Regions from separate parts of the Mus musculus genome. Here region 2 is linked to region 1. The links are chromatin contacts, called in public HiChIP or PLAC-seq maps. All regions are on one chromosome and are shown on one strand. Each heading gives the region's core, a stretch centred on a gene start, on an enhancer-like site or on the middle of the called end of the contact. The rest is flanking DNA. Distances are from core to core; before and after follow the strand shown.

What was found. HiChIP or PLAC-seq counts read pairs in DNA pulled down with a chosen protein or histone mark.
Region 2: an H3K4me3 HiChIP or PLAC-seq map of forebrain shows a contact between it and region 1, with 4 times the contacts expected there. The contact joins two enhancer-like sites. A contact is called at or near these places in 2 of 484 Hi-C or Micro-C datasets (CD4 T cells and cortical neurons) and 4 of 115 datasets of contacts at active chromatin or transcription factors (CD8 T cells, embryonic stem cells, forebrain and 1 more).

Annotation. Positions count from the first base shown.
Region 1 is chr4:32,069,715-32,077,381 of GRCm38.p6, reverse strand. No RefSeq gene overlaps it. Among named protein-coding and RNA genes, the nearest start is that of Gm52717, 87 kb to the left of the region's middle. Within about 2 kb of position 2,636, at least 107 of the 459 cell types and tissues checked have an H3K27ac peak or open chromatin away from gene starts, as enhancers often do. A contact at or near this core is called in forebrain, where this site is marked.
Region 2 is chr4:32,284,321-32,291,987 of GRCm38.p6, reverse strand. It overlaps a transcript of Bach2 not described here. Among named protein-coding and RNA genes, the nearest start is that of n-TGccc3, 58 kb to the right of the region's middle. Within about 2 kb of position 3,672, at least 83 of the 459 cell types and tissues checked have an H3K27ac peak or open chromatin away from gene starts, as enhancers often do. A contact at or near this core is called in forebrain, where this site is marked.

The DNA.
Region 1 (7,667 bases), core at 1,387-3,886:
AGTCTGATTCCTTGAGTTTCATCCTCAGAATCCACGCAGAAGGACAGCAGCCACTCACTCATGTCCTCTGACCTCCACACATGTGAATATACACATGCACAGTATAAATAGATGTAATAAAAAAAATCAGATTCTTCTAAAAAAATGGAAACACATTAAAATGTTACTAGGTCAGTTAGAAACACTGGAGAGTTTCGTTTCACGTCTAGGCAGTCTTGGAGCGGAGAGAAAACTTTGCTCAATAAGCATAAATTATGTTTTTTTTCCAAGATGATGGAGTGTGTACCATGTGACCTTGCTGCAGCTTTTTGGTCCACCATGGGCAGGTACGTGGGCCTACCATAAGCGTGTTGAAGTCAGGTCCTTGGGATATGTGTCGAGAAAGACCCTCTGGCAGCTCCTTAGGTGAAACACCTGTATCTGTGAGTCTTCCCACCTGCCACCCCTGACCCCCACCTCCAGCTCCAGAAAACCCACAGGCGCATGTTTCTACTGTGTTTACAAAGCCAAGATCCTCTATCTTTACAGACCAGCCTCTCGTGGCCTTGGGATTCTCCAAGATGCTTTTGAGGTCCCTGCTGTGTGGTCCTTACACTCAGAGGCGAGCGTGGGCGAGGCCGTCTCTGAAGGATCTATTGCAAACCATGAAAGAGAAATGCAGGTAATTATAGCACAATCTGCAGGCTAGTCGGCGGCGCTGGGTTTCTCTTGAGACTCAAAGGCAAATCAGGAAACATTTCCCTGGTTTTCCCTCCTGCAGACACTTGGGGTTGCTTGTGATTACTCATTAGTTGCTTGCAAGAGAAAGCTGATGATCAAACGTGACCAAGGGACTCAGCCTTCCCTGTCTGCTGAGAAGTACCCTATAGCGTCTGGTTCCTTTATATTGGCACAGACAGACTGGGACGGACTTTCTGAGAGCCTATTTGTTTATTCACCAGGCTTAGATGTCTTTGACAGTCCCCATCAAAGGACTCCAGAGAGCCCCAAAGGCATACAGATTCTTCTCCTAGCCATGACCAGTGACTATGACCTTGCCTTTGCTCCCTCCCTCTCTGCCTGATACCGTCAGCATGATCCCTACCCATCATGGCTTCTGTTTCCACCAGCCGCAGAACTGGCCCAGTGGGTAGGAGGCAAATTCCTTCTCAGGTTGTCAGGTTCCATGACCTGAGCCATTCTGCTGGCCTAATCTCATTTCTATTTCTGTTTCTTTCAAAGAAAAATAGTTCCATTGCTGTCTTCTCTCATGTGCACTAGCAGCAGGAATTAGCAGCATGCCTTCCTACAAACCTGGCCTGATGTGTGTGTGTGTGTGTGTGTGTGTGTGTGTGTGTGTGTGTGTGTGTGTGTGTGTGTGTGTGTAGGGGTCCTAGTGGCCAAAGCACTCCTGGAGGCAGAGATCTTCTCAGCCTCTTCCATGGGACTGGCCTGGGTCTTCCCAGTCCACCTGGCAGGGCTGGGCTCGGAGCAGTTGCGCTAATTTTCTCTATCCCGATCCTGTCCTAGTAGCAAGTGACTGGCTCCAGGGGAGAAGAGCCGAATCCATCAGACTTCTCTTTATGTGGGTCTAGAAGTGGGGTTCTGAGCTGAGTTGATGCCTGGGTGTATTCCCAGATTTCTTTCCACTAGGTCAACACTTGCCTCTGTTTACCCTATCCGCGGGTTACCAATCTCCCCTGCTCCTGCTCCACTTTTCTCACTCCAAAACCCTGGTGCTTACTGGTGATGTTTATAGGGCCTCTCTTCTCCTCACGCCAGCTCTTGGAAAAGTTCCATTGTGAAATACTACAGGGAACTATGCCTCCGATCTAAAGAGAACGTTGCGCCCCGCATCCGTGGGCAAGCAGCTGCAGGTGGGAAATATTTGGAAAACTAAAGAGATGTGAATTCCTGGAACACAGGGCAAGCTTTTTCAGGTCAGTGTTCCCTAAACAATATGGGACGTTGTTTAAGGCATTGCCTGTGACCTGGAGTTGACTAAATTAGACAGGTGGTTTGCACAGGTTCCCTGTAAACATAAGAAAACGATGCGCGCATCCACACATCTTGATATTTAGGAGAAGGGCCTCCCAGAATCAATTCTCCCCAAGTACCGGAGGATGACTGTTCTGTCAAGGGCAGAGTGCTCCTGTGAACAACGAGACGAGAAAATGGTAAATCTATGCTTCACATGCACAGATAATGCTTCAGTCCCTCCGTGTGCAGAAGAATCGCCAGCTTTGCATTGTGCCAGCCCCCTCCCCTCTTCTCCTGATTTCCCCTGTGACCCATAATGTCCGCGGGGAAAGGAGATGAACAGTGAGCGTGGCTGGTGGCTGCGCACCCTCCCTTGGTGAAGCCCGCCTCAAAGGCATCTCTCCTTGGTGGTGTCCCCATAGTCGCCTTTGCCTAAAAATGCTATGTTCGGCTTGAATATTGTTTTAAAAATAATTTGCTCTTGAAAGACACTGGCCTTTTTAGAAAGCAGCTTCTGGCACGGCGGCGCTGATGGCCCAAGCTGTTTTGTGATCTAAGCTCTTTGAGAGCACTGCTGCATCTGTAGCTGGGAAAGCCAGCAGTAAAAGGACGGTTGCTAAGGGAACAATTGAATTGCTGACACAGAGACATAAGATGTGACTGAAAACTCTTTTCTTCTCCTGCCACGTGGAAAAGAAAGCAGATGAGTCAGAGGGAAGAATGGACCGTCCTTTCTGACTGCTAAGAGAGAGCTAAGGAAAAAATAATCCCAGCCCCAAGAGGAATAGTCCCGTGGTGATTAAATCAGGGACTGGAGCTCAGGGTTAAGAGCACTTACTGCTTTGGCGGAGCAGGAGACTCCATTCCCAGAACCCCCACGGTGACTCACAACCACCCATAGCTCCAGTTCCAGGGGTCACAATGCCCTTTTCTGACCTCCATGGACCCTGGACATGCATATGGAACAAATACATACACACAGGCAAAACATTCATAGACATGAAATAAAAATAAATACGTCTTTTTTTTTTTTTAACTGAGAGAATCTGAAGCAGCTGAGAGGCTGAGGTTAAGTTGAGTGTGACAGCCAACTGTGAGATGGCTGACCACAGGTCTCTTAGTAGCGTCAAACACAGAGGGCATTCCACGATAACAAGTCTTCCTTGAGCACCACCCTCGACACTTTGAAATATTTCTCAATTTATTGAATCACTCATTTAAATACCATTGCCATTTTTGAGAGAGTCTATTGGTTTTTAAGCACCCTTTTTAAAGGTATAATTTATATACCTTAATATTCACTACAACTATATATTTTAGTCTGTTTGGGACTGACTTTATGGAGCCCCTTCATAATATATATTTATAGAATAAATACACCTCATCAGAAAATCCCCTTTGTCCATTCAGTCATTTCTTCCAGCCCTAGGCAAAGACTAATCTGCTTTGGAACTTGCTCATTAACTTTTCATAGATAGACCCTCAACTGAAAGACACCACAGAACCTGTGGTCTTTTGTGTCTGCCTTACTTTCCCTTGTATCGTGTTGGAGATCCATCCATATTGTATCATGCCTCAGCTCATTTCTTTAAAACTGAATAATATTCCGTTGTACCAACATATAGCACTACACATTCATCAGAAGAGGGCTTTTTTTTTTTCTGGTTTAAAAGAATTATGAGAAATGCTCCCATGATCATCATTACAAAAATCTCTGTATACTGAAGTTTTTCTCTCCTTTGGGGTACGCACCTAGAGTTATAGTTTCTGAAACGTGGGTATGTATGTTTCCCTTTTCAGCAGGCCAACAGAGGACTCAGCAGGTAAGGCACTTGCCGCCCAGCCTGATAGCCTGAGTTCGGTGTCCAGACCTCACGTGGTGGAAATGGTCTAATCATGTCGGATGGTCCCTGGTCTCATACTTATGCTAAGCACGTGTTTATAAACACACACACACACACATAGTAAATAAATGTAATAAAAACATTTTTAAAAATATTTATTTTAAGTATATGAGTGCACTGTAGCTGTCTTCAGGCACACCAGAAGAGGGCATCAGCTCCCATTATAGATGGTTGTGAGCCACCATGTGGTTGCTGGGAATTGAACTCAGGACCTCCAGAAGAGCACTCAGTGCTCTTAACTGCTGAGACATCTTTCCAGCCCAAAGTTTAACATTTTTAAAAGTTTTACTTACAAGCAGTAAGAGGCCTCTAGTTTCTCCCCATCCTCCATGAAGATCTGATTTTTTTTTGCAACTCCTCTTTTCATGTATTTATATTTTTAAATATTTTTTGACAAATCCATACACAAATACAATAGTGTCTTATTCATATCTGCTCTCCTATTTCCCCCTGAGACTTGCCTTGGACTCCCCAATATTATACCTCCTGTCTTCATGTTCTCTTTTCTCTGGTCCCCAGTACCCATCCATTGCCTGTAGCATCTTAGTTAGGGCTGGCGTCCCACAAGCCCCTCCTTACCCATGCTGGTATTATTGATTGACTTGATCATCTGCAACTAACCACAGCTTCTCTGAAGGCAGGAGGGCTCTACCATGTCCAGAAGACAGCTCTTCACAGTGCTTCTCCTCATCTGCTAGGATTGTATTCTTGTCACCTTCTCTTCTACTGCATCCCCTGCACCTTGCTGGAACCAATACAAGGCTGAACACTCAACACTTATTCTCAGCACATTGACTGCTACCCACAGTGGAAAGAAATGTCCCTGACTAAGGTTGAGAGTAGCATTAATCCTAAGTATTTAGAAGGCAGCTTAACAACATGTCCTGATAGGAAAACATCAGTATAAGATTCCCCTAGAAAGGCAGTCCTCCCCAGCCTTGAGTATTGACCAGGTTTACAGTACCAGTTCCCTCCTGTGGAGCAGGTCTCAAATCCAGTCATAAAGTGGTTGTTTACCACCATAACATTTATGTCACTATCGGATGCATGGACCTATCTTACACAGCAGATCAATATGGTAATGCTCATTGGCACTGAGTAAGTCCATCAATGACTTTTCCTCCCCAGCAGCCTCAATACACCTTTTGACATTATAAAAGCCACCAGGGAGACATTTTTCAGATCTGTTCCACCTTAATCTCTCTCTGTTCTCAACCAAAGTGTATGGGGTCTTCAACAATCTTATTTTGGTGGACCACTAAGAACAAACCAACATGTGATGTTTTGTGGACCTTTGGGCTTCTCTGACTAGTAATTCATACAGAGGTATCACACACCAGTCACTAAGAATTTCATTTAATGATCGATGTCTTCTGGGGAGAGCATTGTCTACCAGAGGCAGGGTACTTCCATGCAAATGCCTTGTTTCCCATAGGTGTTTTTATACAGTTTTTCACCCTATTCTCTCCTTTGATAACCTGCTTTCATCCCTGCAGAAACCTTTAACTCCCAGAATTCCTCCCTTACTTTTGTACCACATATGTTCTATTATCCCTTCTCTCACTAAGGCCTCTCTCCTCCCTGTTATCATTTGCCTTTTGTAACTTCTTGACCCCTATAGACACCCCAAAATTAAACATACAAATCTAAAAGTCTGAGACTAAGATCCACATATGAGAGAGAACATTTAGTGTTTGTCTTTCTGGTCCTGGGCTACCTCAGAAGTGTATTTTCTAACACCATCCATTTTCCTGTAAATTTCCTGGTTTCATTTTTCTTTACAACTGAATAAAATTCTATTATGTATATGTATCACATGTCCATCATCTATCCATTAGTTGGTGGATATCTAGGCTGATATCACTTCCTAGATATTATGAATAGAGTAGCAAGGACTATGATGTGCAAGTATCTCTATAGTTAGACATGGAATCCTTTGGGTATATGTCCAGAAGTGGAATAGCTGAAGCATGTGGTCAATATATTTTTAGCTTTTTAAAAACATACCAAGAAGCTGGGCGTGGTGGCGCACGCCTTTAATCCCAGCACTTGGGAGGCAGAGGCAGGCGGATTTCTGAGTTCGAGGCCAGCCTGGTCTACAAAGTGAGTTCCAGGACCAGCCAGGGCTACACAGAGAAACCCTGTCTCGAAAAACCAAAAAAAAAAAAAAAAAAAAAAAAAAAAAACAAAAAAACATACCAAGAACCAGCCTCAGTTTGGAGAGGGGTTCTGAGGAAATGCAAAAAGAACGACTGGAAGTCAAATTGTGGGTACAAGCTGACAACCTGTGTTCTGTTCTAGACAGCTTTCTGAAGATCACCAGACAGCTCAGCTCTCCCAGATCAAAGCCCAATCTTTTATTTACATATCAATTCAATCATCCACCCCAGGTCCCCTTTTGATTGTCCCACCAATCAGCATTTTTGAGCTTAGTTTCATGACTCCTAGGAAAAGACAGCAAGCATATTTTTCTTAACATTGCAAATGAATTCAGAGATCTACTTGCCTTTGTTAGCACAGACAATAAGCTAGCTGGGTGGGATCTGGCTCTGAGATTACCACTCCCATGCCTAAATTTAAATTTGCTCTGTCCCAGGCTGATCTTGAACTCAGGAATCTGCTGGTCTTTCTATCTTTCTGACAAGCTGGTTCATAGTGTAGCTGCCTCTGTTCTTTTAGGTTCATGAAGCCCCTCATATAATTTATATTGCACCCTTATATTTTTATATAGTTGAGAAATTATATATTTTTGAACTCATGTTTTCAGAGTTCTTTCCCACAGCCTTAAGGGCTGTCCTGAAGGTCACAGCATTCAACCATGTTTGTTAAGGACATAGACACACCCTAGCCTTCTGAACGCATAATGTTTCTCATTATCATGGAGTAATTAACCTTGGCAGAGAGGATATTTCCAGATAACTTTGGAGGGAGAGTATTTCCCGAAGGAGGGACATGAAATACATACACACACACACACACACACACACACACACACACACACACACACACACACACACACACACACAGAGAGAGAGAGAGAGAGAGAGAGAGAGAGAGAGAGAGAGAGAGAGAGAGAGAGACATATACATAGTCTCATGCCCAGCAACTGTCAACACTTGTGGAGGCCCACACCCTGCTGGCTCTGTTACAGGGGTGAGAGCCATGTCACAATGTCTCTTCTGTGACCATGCTAGACTCAGAAAACCTCCACAAATTACTTCAATAGTGGCTGCACCAATATACACTCCCACCCACAGTGGTTAATAAACCCCCTTGGCAGTATTTGTTGTCATTTAAAGTGTTTGTTTTTAAGATTTATTATATTATTTATATGTATAAGTGTTTGCCTGCATGTGTATCTCCACCACATGTATTCATTACCTACTGAAGCCAGAAGAGAGCATTGGATCCCTTGAAAATGGAGTTACAAATGGCTGTGAGTTGCCAAATCTAAATCCTTTGCAAGAGCAACAAATGTTCTTAACCTCTGAATTAACTCTCTACCCCTGTCATTTGTCTTCTTGAAAACTGTGAAGATTTGTATAGCCTAGGTGGCACTATTAGAAGGTGTGGCCCTGTTGGATAGGTGTGACCTTTTAGAGTAGGTGTGTCAATGTGGGTGTGGGCTTTAAGGCTCTCATCCTAACTGCCTGGAAACCAGTATTCTGGTAGCAGCCTTAAGATGAAGATGTAGAACTCTCAGCTCCTCCAAGACCATGCCTGCCTGGATGCCACCATGTTCCCGCCTTGGTGATAATGGAATGAACCTCTGAACCTGTAAGCCAGCCCCAGTTAACTGTTGTC
Region 2 (7,667 bases), core at 2,423-4,922, 210 kb before region 1:
GTCCACAGGCTCACATGATGTCCCTTCAGTCCCTGGTGATGAGACAGTAGTACTGTAACGGCGTGTGCCAGGCACAGGACACAGCTCGCTTCACCCAGTATTCATGCTCTCAGAAACTGAGGGTTGAAGTTGTTTTTTTTTTAATTTTCCTTAAGCCCAGACATGCATTCTACGTGCGTTCCCTGGGCCTACAGTGAGAAGCGACAGGATGAGGAGAGTCCCACTCCTCGTCTCCTTATCTCCACCTTCATCAGCCACAGATGCCTGCACCAGGGTACTCTGGGCTGTGCAGATTGGGCAGCTGGTGATGTAGTTCAGTTTCCTGGAAATACAGGCAGCAATTTCCTGTGGCTTCCTCTGTTTTTGATGTAGAGATGAACACATGTAAAGACTAAACACATCAAGGGTCAGAGCTTCAGTCACTGATTCCAGGAATGCTGAAAAAACACTGTAATGTCTTCATAAACAGATCAAGAGCAAAGTCTAGGCTGTCTTCCATGCAGCACGCCCCCTGAGAGTCCATACAGTAAGACTGAGAGGTGACAGTGAGCACGAAGACATGCCATGTCTAGAGTCTGCTGCCTCAACTGATGAACACTGATGAAGAGACACTTCCTGGAAGGGCAGAGCTCTGCACGAAAACAGCTTGGAAAAGCTCTTGTCTGTTCACAGGACCTCAGTCAAGATTTCTCCAGAATCAGAGGCCAAGTCAAGAAAAAGGTTGCTTTTTGAAGTGGAAAGCAATAAAAATGTCAAATGAATGAAGCTGGCCATACAATAGTCTAACAGTTTTGGAAGAAAGATAGCAAGGTACAGTTGATCGCTCACTGAAGGTGTCACTGTAGGTGTTGAGGACAAGCAGCAATGAGGGAAGCCATCTTGGCCAACAGTCCCATATCCTAATGCTAATGAGGTGGCCGAAGTACCATGCACGCTTGCATAAAGCTCATGTCTTTCATGGTAGACTCCGAATGGCTTTGGAAGCCAGTCTGACTTTTACCACTTACCAGCTAAGCCACCCTGGGCCAATGATCTCACCTTTTCTAAACCTCCACTGCCTGCTGTGATCTCTGTTTGCTCATCTCTGCCTTGCTTCCTTTGTGAAATGCTGCTCCTGTCCATCAAAGGGGACAACCATGGCTATAGCCAGCTGCCTGGCCCAATATCAAATATAACAAAGCACTAAGTGGTCTGCACTTTTCAATAGAAAAAGTCTTGGTTAGTACAGCTGCTGATTTATAGAAGTTGCTGTGATTAAACAAGTCACACCAAGACGATGCATGAGGCTGTGGGGAAGGCTCAGTGGATGAAGTTTATCCCAGGGCTTGCACACACTAAAGGCAGAGCGACAGTGAACTGCTGCAATCCCAGTCCTGGTAGCACGGACATAGAGGGCCTATTCCTGGCCAGCTAGGCTAAGCAAATCACCAAGTTCTGATCGCTGAGTGGAAAAGGCTGTCTGTGTCTTGAAGGGACTGGGGCTAAATGTTAAAGCTGGAGACTATGTGGCCAGGAGCCTAGGCAAAGCTATTCTCCCTTACCCAGGAACATCAGGGAGAGTGTTTTTAAGGCCTGGGAGGAGTTTAAAGTACAAAAAAGTGTTTCAAAGTTAAATATTCATTTCCTACTACATGCTGCTAGGACCAAATGTATCTAACAGGCTCAGAGACATCCTGGTTCTCTGACTTCTCTGTAAGCCACACAAAATTCCCCAGCTGTTGGGCCCAGGATAGTTTATTTCCTTAGACTCCCTCTATTTCCTGCCACTTTAGATACCTCACAGAATGGTTCCTTCTGGTTTTAACCAGATAAGTGCTGAGAGCTCGCTGTGACACCACTACTCTCGGTGAGCATGTTTTGTATTGCAAGAGCATCTAGCCATATCTATTGGGCTTGTAGCATGACAGAGCTTGAGAGAACAGAAATGTCTCCCAGAACAACCCCTCCAAACCACCGAATTACACCACAGTCCCTTCTTGCCAACTTTTCTGAATGAACCTGTTAGGAAATATCAAGATCTACCGTGTGTTCTGGCCACAAACCCTCTGACAAGGAAGAAGGCTATAGAGAAGGTTAAGTCCAGAGCAGAGCGCCATTGAGACAGAGACTGAAGGCTCTGAAAAAGGTGTGTGTTAGGGGCGTGGGGGTGTGGGGGTGTGTGGAATGATCACAGAATAAAGTGGAACACCCAACAAGGTCTTGCAGGGACAGCCAATGAGTCTGAATTTAAAAAGCAATTGGTCATGCATTAATACTTAATGGGCCTCATTACTGTTTAGACTAAATCAAAGCAATAGATATCTTCCTTAGTCAAATTTATTTATGCTAAGCACAAAATAATATTCCTTATAAATCTATGGAATTTTCATAAGTCTTAAATTCTTCCCAGGGAAATGTAGCTCCCTCTGTCAATTATCCATCTATCCACCCATCACAGGAACAAAAATTCAAGGAACTCCTTAAAGCATGCAAAGAAAAATTATGAAAAGACACACACCAGCCAGATACATTTCAGGAGTGGTTGCCATAGAAACTCGTCAGTAGGTTTCATTTTTAGAGTTGTGCCTTTTGATAAAATAGTAAGTTTCTTGGAGTATTACACACACACACACACACACACAAATAGCACAACTGCTGATGCCCAACTAAAATGCTTTACAACTACTTATTTAAACGAGTTCTCCTTTTAGGATGCCAATTATCTGTAAAGAAAACAATCCACCCTAATGAGCTGGCTGCCAAGGCTCACTCTTCCTCACTCCTAGGTATTTCATATTGAGTAGAAGCTGAAGTGCGGCTGGTGTAGGCATGAAGAGGTCAGGTACTTGTCAGGAACCTAAGAAAATAAGACCTGGTGTCGAGAGGCTCCTGACAGCTTTCAGCCACTGGTGCTAACATCTTCCAGGCTATCTGGACAACTGCTTGCTTGTTCAAAGGCTTTATTAGTTAGGTCTCCCTTTTCTATGACAAGGTGGCTCTCCATCACCTGTGAGAAATGATACTATGTTTCATCTTGGGGGAAGATACTGTAACACTGCCACTGTACAGAGCTCAGCCACTATCTCCTTTTCATTTGTATTAAACAACTGCTTGCTGTGGGTCTGAGTTCAGAAAGCACATACTGCACTTCCCGTTCTGAAAATTAAGGAAATTACACATTCTAACATAGAATCAGAACAGTAGTCACTAATTCAGACACTACTTTTCAAGTACAGGCAGCAGGTTAGTTATCACAATGCATTTTTTTTTCCTGATCAAAAGGCATCTGTGTTTGTAGATGAGGGCCAAAATAATCTTTGGATTACAATCAATAGACAATCATCGCATCTGACGTGTGCCAGGAGGGGCCTAACAATTGCTTAACCTGGCCTGTAAAGTATCTTTGAGTCATAAGCCTGGCAATCTCTGAAATGGGGGCTGCTGGGTTCCGTTTTCTATCAGCTGGGAACACCCTGGCTTCAGACCAAGAAGCCAGTCCTCTCTAAACAATAAAATCAGCAACCATCCTGACTTCCTAGACACACGAAGTAAATCACATTAGCAGCTGAGGAGAGGCGATGAACTTTCTGTTTGAAGGGCAACTAGCCAAGAAAACAAGGAAGGATCAACTGAAAATGTCACGGCAGAGCCTGAGCCAGGTGCTGGCTCTAGAATGACTGACAGGTCCCTGTGAAGAATCCAGGGAGCAGAGCTACCACTCTGAAGCAATACCGAGCTCCCTTTTCCCCTTAAAATGATACAAGTTTGTGTACACATATTTTAACAATTTCTGGCAAAGTGCACGTGTGTATCTATGGTTAGATATGACTAAGAAATTTTATCTGTATGACTAAGAGATGATGGTTATCTCTGGAAGGATCAAAGGTCGTGTTTGTTTTGATATTTTCCCTAGGCTCAGCACTGGCATTCATGATCTCTTACAGAAAGGAAGATAAGCGCACACACACACACACACACACACACACAGAGTTTTTTTTTTTTTTAAAAGGTCAACTATGGGATAAGAATTAGTCAAACAGTGGCACTAGGAAAACAATCAAAGCAGTCCCTGAGTGTCTGTGGGGACTCGTGAATGTCCAGTTCCAAGAAGGCTCAAACGCCTTATATAAAATGGCCCGACATCTGCATGTAACCCACAAATCCACCTGTGAACTTTAAATGCGCTGCAGAGTCCTCACAAGGCTAACATAATGTAAAAGCCACGTAAACAGCCATGCCATCCTGCCTAGGGAATGACAAGGAAAGCAGGGTCTGTGTATGCTCAGCACAGATCAGTTTTTCCCAAACATCTTCAAGTTCATTGTCTATATCAGGGGATGTGCAGCCCATCAGATACAAGCGGATGTGGCAGATCAAACCTCTATTTCATTCCTGGTGGGCAAAACAGTGACACAAACAGTACAGAAAAGGGAAAAAAAGAAAAAGAAACAGAGGAAGTATTTCCAAAATGCAACAGGAAATCTGAAAATAAGTATGAATGAATATTTTATACTGAGTTAAATATTTTTAAATTAATCTTATAGGTCACAAGTGTACATTAATTTTAAAAGTTCCTTATGTACTAATTATGGCTTAGGTCCAAATATAGTTTAATATAAGATATGTTGAAGTCAATCAAAGGATATTGTTTGGAGAATTCATTTCGCCTCACAAAAGAACCTGCAGTGGGTTGTAAAGCAATTCTACCCACAATGCCCTATGTTCCTCGTCTTAAAGAGGTAAACAAGTTGCACGAAGTTTTTTGAATTTTTAATTTTTAATTAACTTTATTACAAAAACTTGCAAATAAATATCACAGACCAAAAGGGACCAGAGCCAAGCTCTTTACATTCCCATGAACTTGGATACACTTAGGAAAGCATTCCGAAGCGGGAGAGCTTCGCGTTACATTTTACACTTTCACTAGGGACTAATTTCAATGCGAATTTTTAAAATATTTATGTGATAATTAACTTTTCAAGTGTTAAGAATACTTTGGTTGGCTTAGGACTAAATCCATACTGAATTAATATTTCTCTAACTACCTTGATATTTGATTGATTATATTAAGAAGAGAACACACAGACATTTGTTCCTTCTTTAGCCTCTCTATAATGTAGGAGATGCTTACAAGGCTCTTAAGCTAAAGAAGAGAAACCATAACTTCAAATATCCCAAAGTTTCATTACAGAGTGAGCAAGCACTGACTCCCGAAGACATGGTCTACGTTAGCCCCTCAGCAGGCAGACGCCCTCTTTGAGAAGTAGTCGGAATGATCGATCATCCACCACACTAGCTTTGCCTTGCAAGGTCTGTGCCCTTCTCTCCTGAATCACAGATATCTGCAGCCTAAAAGATGGAAGCCAAATGTCAGGACTGCCTTCTGCCAAACATACTTGAGAAGCCAGATGGCTAACCACTAAAATAATATACTATTTCCAAAGCCAAGAGTGTAATACATTTGAATCTTATCACTTCTCCATATAGAACTCCGTTTGGAACATTGAGACTTAACTAGATGAGCACACACTTCCCATATAATGTATATACGATAGGATAGTGTGTATACGATAACAATGAGATTACAACAGTGTATCATTTCAGCTACTGTTCTGTTGGGTTGGTGGCATTTAACACAGAAAAAAATGACCCAATCACTTCAGTAGCAACTTCTCCAAATAGCTGCATTTCCAATCGCCTCACTCAGGCAGGTGGGGGCAGTTTGGGAAAGGCAACCACAAACATTTATGCTAGCTTTGCTGTTAACAAGCAGGCTGGAGCCAGACTGTACCATAGCAATCTCCTCCTTCCCAAAGGATTTCATTTCCTCTCTATCAAAGAGAACCTCAAGATACATGAGATACAAGATACACAAAAAAATAAAATACTTAGCAAAGTGGCTACTAGTCCCAATGCCTGCTAGTGAAAGCAAATTAGGGTCTAGGCCTGGAGGTCAAGAGTGTGTGGTAGAGGTGGGATATGGCCAGGGAGAAGGGAGCCTACCAGGCATGTAGCAAGCAGTTCTAACTCACCACTCAAAATGTCTACCACAGGGAATTGCTAAACCTGGTGTTTGTTATTAGCTAATGATGAAATAAAATGTAGGTCAGGCAGAAAAATGTTAAACCGGAAACAAACATTCAGATGTTGCATGATGGAAGCTACCTTGGGTTTTTACTTTTTGGGGGGATGCTTTTTTATTATATATATATATATATATATATATATATATATATATATATATATATATATATATATATATATCACACATAAAATCTTACTTCTGTTTACTTTTAGTTTTTTTTTCCCCAAGTAGTTAGCCTTAATGTAAGTCTAGTTTTAGGCTTATATAAAAAAAATTGTTGGAAAGTTCCCTGTCTTCTGGCTCTCACATTTAAATAACACCTTGTGTGAGTATGATATATTTGTTATCATTAATGAGCTAGCATGCTCTTATTAACTATATTCTACAGGTAACATTGGGGTCTGTTTGCTGTGTTACATAGGTCTATATATTGCAAAGCTACAACGTGTGATTATATCACTACAGTATCATACTGAATTGCTTCATGGCCCTAGCCCTGTAGTCTACCCATGCTGAACTGGGTAAGAAGTGCTCAAACTGTCTTCCATACGGTCTGTGCCAACGACTTCTTCTTTTTAGTCCTTAATAATTCACAGAGGGACTGGGATGTAGCTCAGGACTGGCCTGTTTGCCTATTATGTGCCAAGCCCTTGGTGATTTCAAAGTACCATGAGCACCGCACAGTAAAAATGTATCAATTGGATCTAAACAAATAACCAGGAAACAGTTCCAGTAGGTTATCTGTGATCTGACTTTCAAAGTCTGAGTAGACATGTAATCTGCCTGAAACATTTAAGAGTCTTATGATCTTGTTGAACTGGGCATGAGGATTATCTATAAAATTCCCGAAAGTTCGGGCTGGAGAGGCAGGTCAGCAGCTAAGCGTGCTCACTGTTCTTGCAGTGTAGGGCCAGGGAGCCATGCGGGTGGGGGAGCAGGCCTGGAGCAAAAGTGGGATCCCAGAAACCTCATGCTGGTATGAGCAGGAATAGGATTGCTCCCTTGCTTCCCCTGCGCACTCGAGTAGCCCTGTGCCCTACCTTTGCCCCACCAGAGGAGATCTCTTAGCTGGTAGGTAACCAGGTTGAACCTCCTTTCCCCTTAATAAGGTTGTGTCCAACAGCAGGAATTCCTCTTCATGCAAATGAGGCATCCCCAGCACTCAGGCCTGAACCAATGATGTACACTCACCCCATATTCCCTACTCACCCCCCAAAGGTTTAAGTAGCTTTTGTTCCTCCCCGCTCCCCAGTAAAATGAGCTGTCTCACTGAAGATGTCTCCTGAGAATCTGTTCTCACTGCAGCCAGTGGTCTCTTAGTTCCCAGCCTGGCCACCTTGAACCCACAGGTTGTGAACTCAGGGGATTACACCTACTGGCAAGGAAGTAGAGCCTGAACAGCATTGCAGAAGATTAAGTTCTCAGCACCAATGTGGTGGTGGCTCACAATTGCCTGTATCTCAGGACTCACGGGATCCACTGCAGGTGCATACACTGACATGGTACATGTAAGTTCACTTAGGCACACATACATACCCATAAATGAACAAAGTCTTTAAAATGTCTTTTAGTTATTAAATTCTACTCAATTCTCTTTTTAAAT